2 separate regions of the Arachis hypogaea genome follow, and region 1 is linked to region 2. A link is a contact called in public Hi-C data. All regions are on one chromosome and are shown on one strand. The core of a region is the stretch at or near the end of the contact, and the rest is flanking DNA. Distances in the headings are between cores, read along the strand shown.

Region 1 (5,627 bases), core at 2,478-4,977, 310 kb before region 2:
AAATAGATTTATTAATGCTGGCAAAAACCATAAAAAATACATAAGGAAAAAGATAAAACTAATAGAAAAAGGAGAAAAAGAGCTTAGTGTGTAAAATCTTTTGCTGATATTTATAAGATGTCGATAATGAACATCTTTTAATTGACACATTTACGATAGATATTCAAGTATTTCTATGTTAAAAAGCAAAAATAGAATTTGGAAAAAGAAATATTTGATAAGAGAATTAAATTAAACTAAGTAAAAGTGGGAGAAAGAAACTCTACCGAGGATGTGCTGCACAAATTATAAGAAATAAAGAACTTCAGAAAATGAACTAACTTAAAATAAAATTCAGTACCCAATCAATAACAAAGAAGACAAGACAGAAAATAAGCAATATTCAGAAAAGAAAACAAAGATTAAAAAGAAACACAACCTGAACTAAACGATCCTATGTCTCACACTACAAGGTTTTGAATTCAACGATTCTACGAGAAGAAAGCTCACGATCTAAATCACAAGATAGATTCAAAAATGATTGCAAAAGGAATTTGGATATATAGATGCAGTTAAGGACTGGTATATTTGGATAGAACGAAATATTATAATAAAAAATTGATAAGCTTAAGAATGTTACAAGGATGAAGTTTAGAGAATTCTATGAAAAACTCAAAGAGAGAGTAAATCTCACGATCTATCTATTTATCTATTTTATTTATATAAAAAGTTGATATACAAGTTTTACTATAATTAAAAATTATCTCATCTATTATTGTATTGGCACATAAGTTTTTTTTTTTATGTTGTAATTTTTTAAATTTTTTATTTTTTTAATTATGTCTATTCATTCAAAAGTTTTTATTAACATTACCTTCTAATTAATATTAATAATAAATTTGATCAATAACTTTTATTAGCATTATTTTTTAATTAATAAAATTAATATCACTATTAAATTATTTTGTAAGAAAAACTATCCTGTTATTTCTTTGTCATTAGCTATGTTTATTAAAATGTTATTCTATTTTGGTATATTTTGTGTTATAAATCAAATAACCTATATATTATATCTTTTTCTAAATTCTTTAATTTTAGATATTAAATTATAAGTTATGAAGTCAATTGATATTCAAAGATATTAAGAAGAATTATTAAAATATTTGAATTTATTCTAATTTTCTATAATTTTGTTTTCTTTAACTTATATAAATAATTGTAGAATTTTATTTGACGAAAAAAAATTTTGAAGTAGAATTTATGAGTCAAACTGTTTGAATGTCAATATATTACTTTTGTGTTTATATGTTATTTTTTTGTTTAAATATAATTTATCAAAATTAAATAGAAAAAAATTAATTCTTTTATATATTTTATCAAAAAATTCTACTTAAATAAATATTTTATTTACACCAACAAATAAAGAGAAGTCTATTTACTTATAAATGATTATATTAAATGATAAGATACGAAAAAAAAAAATATTGCATCTTTAAAAAGAAAAACACTCCTATTAATTTTACTTTATATTTTTTTTATTATTTTAATACTTTAAATATAATTATATTTTAAGATCCTTATAAAATTATAATTATATGTTTTGTTTACTAATTTTTAACTATAATTTACTAACACCTTAGGAAATATCTCTTCATATAATTGTGAGAAAAAAGTCTATGCCATAAAAAATTTAAAAATAGAAAATGCAAATAATTTGTGTAAGCCAATTAATGAAATAATAAAAATATACTTTTTACTCAAAATTATTGTGAACGAAATTAAAGAATCAATTTTAAATATTTTTTAATACTATTTTAAGTTTGTATCACTTGAGACACTATTTGATAAAGTGGGTCAAAGAAAAATGTTAACATATATTTTTATTTTATACAATTTAAATTAATCTTATTAAAAATAATTTATTCAATATTTATCTACATACGTAATAAATATTCTAAAAATTTTTATTCTTATTATTATAAATGTCATTAAAAAATTGCATGCATTAGGAGAAGAAGAACAAATAAATATCAAAAGAAAAGCTATAAAATCCGAAAAATAAAGTTAATATTTAAAGAATAAAAAAAAATATACAATTCATTTTAATTTACTTATTTACATATATAGAATATCATATACCTAATGCTAACAAATAAAAAATAGAAATTTTAAATAGAAAATTTTTTTACAATAATACATGGTTATCAAAATATTGTCCCAACAAAAAATACTAAAACTCAATTTCTATTATAACAAATAAAATAGGTAATACTATAAAAATTTCAGTTATTCAAAACAATTATTTATATTGCTCATTTATACATATAAAGATGGAACAAAAAAGACAATAAAAAATACATACAAATCAACAATTTAGAAAGAATATGTCCTTACAAAAACATATGACAAAAAAAAAAAGAAAAAGAAATAACTCAACAATAACCAAAAATAAAAAAAGACAAATACCACATAAAAAGATTAAGTCCGTCAACTAAAATAAATACGAAAACAAAAACAAATAAAAATGTAACTATGTACAACTTCAATATAAAAAAAATGTGTACTACAAAATATTTTAAGTAAAAAATACAATCAAATTTAACATTAATTTACATATATTTTAATTAATTTTTAAATAATATAATATATATTAAAATATATTATATACTATCATTATTTTTTATTATGCGCATTAGTATTTTATAAAAGTTGATACCAAAGTCATTCTACATTCAAGTGAAGAGATTACTTATAATTTTGCCATATAAATATTATGGTAGATGCCATTTTATTATGAAACCAAACATATATACTTATTTCTTTTTAATTTTAATGTTACTTCCTGAAATGGTTTTTACAATAATTAGCAAGATGATCCATACTACTAAAATCTCTTCTTAACAATATTAATGTCCTCTTAACTATTTAATTCGAATTTAGTAACTGTTCTCGTAATAATTAACAAAATTAATCCTATAACTAAAATCTTTTTTAAGTAATGTTAATTGTTTTTTAAATTATTCGATTTATATTTTTAAAACATATAATTTACATGTATATAGACACTGGAAGTAACATTTAAAGTCACAATAACGAATTAATAATGACAAATATTAAAAAATATTAGAGTTTTTCAAAAGAGTAATCGTAAAGAGGATGACATATAAAATCAACAATGTAAAGTGATACATAACGTATACCTCGGCAGGTAAGATATATAGATTTTTCGGATAGAAACGCAACCAAATAATAACAAACCCACCAAGTTCAGACGAGTTATAATAGAGCTCAGAAGTCATAACTAACACTTTCAAACGTTATCCTAAAGATAATCTCGGAGGCCATAACTAACGTCATCATAGAGATAATCTCGGAACTCATGGAAAACTCCGAAAAATACTATAACCGAACATATCAAAAATGCCTATATAAACAGATAGGTAACCTCGGAGTAAAACATGTTACACAACTCACTCTGATTCATTTTCTCTTATTTTCTCATAACTCACATTCTTACTTGAGCGTCGGAGTGCTTTTTGCAGGTGCTTCCGCCGCGGTGTTCCAACCCAGCCGACGTATACCTCTTCCACCTGAGCACAGTTGCAGGCAGAAGGAGTCGCTATACCTCGGCAACATCAAAACGGAACATTTGGTGCCACCGTGGGGCCGGAATTAATCTAATCCCACTATTACTGCTACACTGCGTTTTTCTCTTTTCTTTTGCGCAGGGATTTCGACCTTCTAGATATGGCTGAGAACGGAGCTCAACAATTCAACCAAGCCGAACTTCTAGGCCAGATGGCCGAACTCCAAGCAGAAGTCCAAAGACTTGCTGAACATTCCACACAAAATAATGCAGGAAAGCATGAAGAAGGTAGCTCCAAAAGCTCGGCCCTGGGGAACTCAGATCCTTTAAGCATCACCCCGCCAAAGGAAAAGCTGACGCTGGATAACCCTTTCTCCGAAGAAATCACAAACTTCAGGATGTTGAAGAATTTCGTGCTGCCTAACTCCCTGGAACCATATAAGGGGATTGGCGACCCCCGAGCTCATATAAAAAAATTCCAGTCTATGATGTTCTTTAACGGCGCTAATAATGAACCTATACTTTGTCAATCTTTTCCCACTTACCTTGACGGTGCTACTCTACTTTGGTTTTCTAAATTATCTGCAGGATCAATTTCATCCTTCGAGGATCTGGCGAGGTCTTTTATCGACTACTTCGCCGCCTCAAGGATTTACGTCCATGGATCAGACTACCTCGGGACGATCAAGCAAGGACAACATGAAAGCCTTAAAGACTACTTAACCCGATTCGCCGAGGCCACCATGGAGATTCCAGATTTGGACCCTAAGGTCCACCTGCACGCGCTTAAGACAGGCCTCAGACCTGGGAAATTCAGAGAAACAATTGCAACTACTAAACCCAGGTTGTTGGAAGAATTCCGAGAGAGAGCTGCAGGTCAGATGGAGATCGAGGAATTACAAGAAGCTCAAAAAACGGAAGAACAGCCGACAAGAAGAGAGGAAGAGAGGACATTCAAACCGCCGAGCAAAAAAGAGCAAAAGAAGCCCTTTAAGCTCACACCAAAGTTCGATACCTACACCAGATTCAATACAAAGAGGGAGAACATAATCAAGGAAATCCTCAACGCCAAAATAGTCAAACCCCCCGCCAGAGCAGGAAGCTATCAAGATCAACGGTTCGTGGACAGAAGTAAGCACTGTGCCTTCCACCAGAAGTATGGACACACGACGGATGAATGCTTAATAGCCAAGGACCTGTTGGAAAGGTTAGCTCAGCAAGGGCTCCTAGACAAGTATGTCGAGGGACGAAAAAGCAGGGAAACCAAAAAGGAGCCAGAAGAGCGATCAACAGAGAAAGAAAAAGGAAAATGGACAACAATAGACCCCCCAGGGGGATCATAAACTGCATATCAGGAGGATATGCAGGAGGAGGTGAAACAAGCTCGGCACGAAAAAGAAATTACCGAGCAATGTTGGCAATCGAAGGAACAATACCTACAACAAAGCACAACACAACAGAGCCATAGATAACCTTTAGTCAAGATGACCTAACCTCAACAGGCCCAAACCTCAATGACCCAGTGGTGATCTCCATCCAAACAGGAGAGTTATTGGTAAGAAAGGTCCTCTTGGACCTAGGTAGTAGTGCTGATGTACTATTCTATTCAACCTTTATAAAAATGCAATTATCTGAAAAAGGCCATGCAACCTTCATCGGGAGAACTGGTTGGGTTCTCTGGAGAAAGGGTCCCAATAAAAGGACACATATGGCTAAAAACAACCATAGGCAACCCCCCATTAGCAAAAACTATTGACGTCCAATATCTTATAGTTGACTGTCCTAGTCCTTATAACATTATTCTTGGAAGGCCCGCCCTGAATAACTTCAGGGCGGTAGTATCTACATTACAATTGTGTGTTAAGTTTCAAGTACAAAACAACAAGATAGCAACAGTACATTCAGACCGACAACAAGCTCGGCAATGCTACAACGCCAGCCTGAAGAAAACCAACATACAACCAAGGGCTAATCAGGGAACGAAAATAACTCACACCACATCCGAGGTATTGATGCTCGCCGACTTGGATCCAAGGGAGGACTTCCAGGAAAGGCCCCAGCC
Region 2 (5,656 bases), core at 732-3,231:
TTTCCGACAAGCATATTATGTCCATTGTTTTGCTCATAGATTGCAGTTAACACTTGTGGCTGCTTCAAAAGAAGTACTTCAATTTCATGAGTTTTTCACACAATTGACTGCTATTGTCAATATTATTGGTGCATCTTGCAAACGACATGATCAACTACAAGAAGCTCAAGAAATTGAAAATACAAAATTAATTGCCAATGATGAGTTAAAAACAAGTCAAGGTGCAAATCAAATTGGCACTTTACAAAGAGCTAGAGATACAAGATGGAGTTTTCACTTTCATTTTATTTGTAGCTTGATAAGAATGTTTGCAGCTACTCATACCGTTCTTAATAACATTATTGATGATGGTACAACTTCTGCTAAAAGAGGTGAGGCTTATGGTATCGACAAAGTGCTATCCTCGTTTGAATTTGTTTTTTATATTTGATGAAGGAAATTATGGGGATTACTAATATTTTGTGCCAAGCATTACATTAAAAATCTCAAGATATTTTAAATGCAATGCATGCTGTTTCCACATCAAAACTACTTCAAAAATTGAGGGATAATGGTTGGTGCAATTTACTTGAGATTGTTAAGAAGTTTTGTGAGAAACATGAAATTCACATCCCTGATATGAGTACACAATACACGGTTGGAAGAGGTCGATCTCGTCAACCAAAGATAACAATCAAGCATCATTATCGAGTATATGTGTTTTTAGCAGCAATTGACTCTCAAATTCAAGAGTTAAATAGTAGATTCAATGAGGAAACCATGGAGCTTTTGACTTTAAGTAATGCTTTGTCCCTAAAGACAATTTTAAGTTGTTTAATATTCAGAATATATGCAAGTTAGCTGAAAAATTTTATCCTTCAGATTTTTTCTTATCAAAAAAGGATTCTTTTGAATGCTCAATTGTAACATTATGCATTTGATATACCGAATCATCTAAAAGATGTTGGGACACTTTCTGAGTTATGTCAAAGATTGAAAGAAACAGAAAAATAAAAAACTTATCATTTGGTTAATAGACTGATTCGCAATGTCTTGACTTTTCCAGTATCTACAACAACAATAGAAAGAGCTTTCTCGGCAATGAAAATTGTTAAAACAAGACTTCGGAGTAAAATGGCAGACGAATTTCTTGCAAATAATTTAGTCATTTACATTGAAAAAGAAATTGCAGCTACTTTCAGTACAAATTCAATAATAGATGACTTTGAATCAAGGAAAAAGCATCGAGCTCAATTGTCTATGTAAGTTGCAAATTTTAATTTATTTCACCTCTAATAATATTGTTACTAATTTTTTTATTGCATAAATTATGGTTGTGATTTAAATTATTTACATGAAGGTTGAAGCATAATACATTTTTTTAATAATTTTGCAGGAAACGTCTAAAAAGAAATTGAATAGTATTTGAAGATTCTAAAAACAAGTATGTAACAACTTATATTTACAATATTTGAAATTAGTTTTGAGATATTTGTGTTTAATTATTTTAATATACGGTATGTTCAGTTATCTTATAAAAAGTAAATTTTTAAGGTTTAGTTGTTATTTTTAATTAAAATTATATATAGAGTTATTTTTAACTTTTTTTTGTTAAAATAAAAAACTAAAAAAGATATTGACCCCTAGTAAATATTGTCTAGCTTCGCCCCCTGCAGTCCGCTGTATGAAAGACACATATCTTAGGTACCAAAATCAGACCATTCAATTTGTGTACCTAAAGTGAACCGTTCGATTTTTATTTCTATGACCATTCGATTTACTTGCAGCTGTCCTCCACAATAACATTAAACATGCAACTCTTTAATAACATTGCATTACACAATGCCAAGCTCCATTTTAAAATTCAAAAGTATATATTTACAAATTTTGCATTTTTCATTTTTTCTTATAATTTATTCAGAAGATGTTAATCTACATATTATATTTTAAATATAAATTATTAATACAAAATATAACAAATAAAAAATGAAAAATTAAGTTACCAAAAAACCTTTTAGGATAAGTTAATATTGAGGCACTCAAAAGGGAGCAAAAATTTTAGCTGAAAATTCTAGAAACTCCTCCGACAATTGAATATAAAGTATAAACCCCCTCTAAAACCCTACCAGCCGAAAATCCTACGATTTCTTTACTGAATCAACCCCCCTCCCTCTCTCTCTCTCTCGTGTTTCAAATGGCAAAGCGCCTTGTTCCTCTACTGAATCGTGTATTGGTTGAGAAAATCATCCCTCCATCGAAGACCAACACTGGCATTCTTTTACCAGAGAAGACCACCAAGGTCTTAATTTATACCCATTTCTCCTTTACTTCTTTATCTCAATTATATATTTTATTTTTTGTCTCAAAATTTCTTAATGCAATTTCTTTCTGTTCCCACTTTCCGTTATGTTAATTATTCTCAACAATACCACTATGTTTTTTGTTTAGTTGATGCCCCTCGGGCACCGAACTTTTTAAGAGAATTGTTATTAATTATTATTATTGGATCCATGGTTATCTACACAAATGTGTTGGAACTTTTCCTTTGTTTTCCCGTAATTTGCCATTGGAAATGTATTCCTCCTATTATTTTATTTTATTTTATTTTTTTTACTGTACCTGTATTTATGTTTCTCTTATCACAACTTAATTGTTAGAGGGAGAAAAGTTAATGTTAGATTGATATGATAGGCTAGAGAAAAATAGCAAACATTTTTGCACCCCAATTTGATGAAGAACGAATTATTGTAGGATCAATTTGTGGTCAAATGCTATAAATCAGTAGTAATCCATGAAAGAGTTTCCAAACTGTGAAATACACTTGTGAAAGTTGATTATATGTCCTAATTCTGGGTTTGATTCTCATAAATGTCTTTCGCTTGTTGCTTATCGTTCTCTACTCTTATAGAATTCTGCTCCACATTGATGGAACAAAAATGTTTTCCTAGTTCAAAAGTTTCCTGTGCAATCAGTGTTAGTGTTACGTATTTTTAACACAGGATTTCTTAGTATATTTTGTGTTGAGTGCTTCTTGATCGAAGTACATTTCATGACTTGGCGATTGTCGTTGAGGGAAAAATTGTTTCCCTGGTTCAAATTTTTTTTGTGCAATCAGTATTAGTGTTATGTTCTTAACACGGGTTTTCTTATTATTAAATACGTCCAATTTGTGTGGAACTCTTGCTTGATTGAAGTGCATTTGATGACTTGGTGACTTGCTTTAGTTGAACTCGGGAAAAGTTATTGCTGTTGGCCCCGGTCTTCGTGGCAAGGACGGGAACCTAATTCCTCTTGCCGTGAAGGAAGGCGACACTGTCCTTTTACCTGAATATGGAGGAACAGAGGTGAAACTTGCTGACAAAGAGTAAGTACATCTTTTGTACATTCCATGTTCCATTTATTTCTTTGATTGGCACTCTTACAGTTCTTAATTTCATATTTTTGCATGGCTTGACACATTCGATGTGATAAGCTTTAAAATGCCTTTTTAAGTTTTTTTTTTTTCTTCCGGCATATATTCGTAAAATAAAAATGTTGAGTAATTAGGTTTTAGCTGCACTTTTGTCCAATTAATTTTTAGTGTTTTCTGCACTTTTGATTCTTAACCTGATAGGCTTGTGAAAGGTTTTCTTTTTTTTTAATTTTCAGTATTTTCTGTTTTCAGAATTTTGTAGAAAAAAATAAAAATAAAAACAAGGGAAAACAAGATTCCATTGTTTTCATTATTTTTCCTTTTTTCCCCCCACAAAGTCTTGAAAACAAAAGATCTTGAATGTTGAGGCCTCTTAAAAAAGTCGGGAATTTGATTGAATTTTTTCCACAAGGACAAATATGGCAGGCAATTGTTTACGCATTAAGGTTAAATTTATTTTGCACGAGGGGGCATAAGGCTTTCACTTAAGCTATGTTTGAACACTGTTTCTAAAATAGAAATATGAATACAAAAAAATGGGCTTAAAAAATTCTTGTATTTCGTGTGTTTCTTAAAACTTGGATAGGAAATATATGTACGTATTTGCCTCTTTGTTTCTATCTCTACCTTTATCTCTATATTTCAATTTCAAAAGCATAATTCAAACAACCACGGAAGCTTTAACCTTTGGATAAAATTGGCCGTTCACACTGGCTATATTCGTCATAGTTGCAACAACAGCTGCTGATTTTATTTTAGATTATGATTTATTTATTTATTTATTTATCTTTTACTCTTAGGTATTACCTGTATCGAGACGAAGACATTATGGGGACACTCCATGAATGATAGGGCCGTTCTCGTCACCCATTTAGAAGCTTGCTGTAGCAACTATGTATGTTACACTTTCTGCGAGCAGTTTACATTCTCTTCTAATTTTAATATATCAAATGTGTATTTTGTTAGTAGGAACCAAATAACTTATGGTTTTAATTTTAGTCCAACTTTCTATAATACATTTGGAGTTTTGTTTTAAATTTAGGAACTGTTATGGATACCATAAATTTCCTGTTTGCTAATTTTGTTGTTTTGGCTCATTGCTCACTTGATTGCATACATTGCCTTTATTTGAATGTTTATCCCCTTTATGTTTATCTCTCTTCCCCTAATCCTCTCTTGTAGGATGAAAAACAATTGCGGTTAAATTTGTTTGTTGACTTACACTGTGAAGGTTAAATGGTTAATAGAAATGCAACAGACAAAACTAACTCATGATACTTAGCAATTAGCATTGTATAGTAGTATAAAGAATAGGATTAGGAGTGTGAATCGGTGAGTGTATGTAAAGGAAGGTGTAGTACATGTACTGTAAACTCAGAATCATACCCAACTCATTCAGTTTCATTTCTTCACTCATTTTTCTCTTGTGCAATCTTCATTGATCAAACACCACTTTTTATCACAAGTCTTGAAACTCTAATATGGTATCCAGAGCCAGTAGTTAACATCATGGCAGTGATCCACACCAGTGCTTCCACATGCAAATACCTTCTACCTATCATCATTGATAAGATGAACGAGAACAATTTTCTCACATGGCACCACTCTGCCAACATCACGGTTGGAAGGTCACTTTAAGAAGGAAAAGATTCTACCTCAATGCGTAGATTCTGGAGATGCAATGAAAACCTACCAAAGTAGAATTAGATACAATATAAAGAGTGGAAACTTGAAGATCTTTCACTCATGACATGGCTTTTGGCATCAGCGCACTCTAACTTAAAGAACAAGATAGTGCATTGCAACTCTTTTTATGATAAAAATCAAGAAGTTTTCACTGCCTCTTTTAGAGCTAGAGTACCAAGTCTTAAAGCCCAACTAAAATTAGTAAAGATTACTTGAGTTATGCAGATGAATATCTTACTAGAATTAGGCATTTAGTAGATTCTTTGATAGCAATTGATTGCCCCGACTCTGGAGTTGATCATATTCAAACCATCATTGATAACCTTACCGAGGAATATAAAGACATCATCTCTTCTTTATCTCCCTCTTGCGAATTTATTACAAGAAAAAGTTTAGGGGACCAGCAATTTTGTTAAATTCTGGTCAGCATGTAACCAGCAAAGAAAAGTGAGCTATTGGATGAAATCTCACATCAATCTCACACCATTAAAATCATCATTGATGGCTATTTGATGGCTACAAATCATAAAAGTTGCTGGCCCCTAACATTCCTCTTTATTACAATCACCAGTACCTTAT

What was found. A called contact is a pair of places that touch in the nucleus more often than the background predicts.
Region 1: a Hi-C map of leaf shows a contact between it and region 2, with 2.1 times the contacts expected there. The contact joins the promoter of LOC112730178 here to the promoter of LOC112727590 in region 2. A contact is called at or near these places in 3 of 8 Hi-C or Micro-C datasets (leaf and an unstated tissue).

Annotation. Positions count from the first base shown.
Region 1 is chr12:83,570,842-83,576,468 of arahy.Tifrunner.gnm2.J5K5, reverse strand. It overlaps LOC112730178, which reads left to right and starts at 3,727. Exons shown (of 1, transcript XM_025780278.1): 1 at 3,727-4,908. The coding sequence starts at 3,727. The coding sequence ends at 4,908.
Region 2 is chr12:83,260,205-83,265,860 of arahy.Tifrunner.gnm2.J5K5, reverse strand. It overlaps LOC112727590 (10 kDa chaperonin, mitochondrial), which reads left to right and starts at 1,981. Exons shown (of 3, transcript XM_025777396.3): 1 at 1,981-2,278; 2 at 3,204-3,343; 3 at 4,192-4,488. The coding sequence starts at 2,174. The coding sequence ends at 4,240. It overlaps LOC112730173, which reads left to right. Exons shown (of 7, transcript XM_025780273.1): 4 at 47-221; 5 at 315-371; 6 at 1,046-1,241; 7 at 1,376-1,397. The coding sequence ends at 1,397.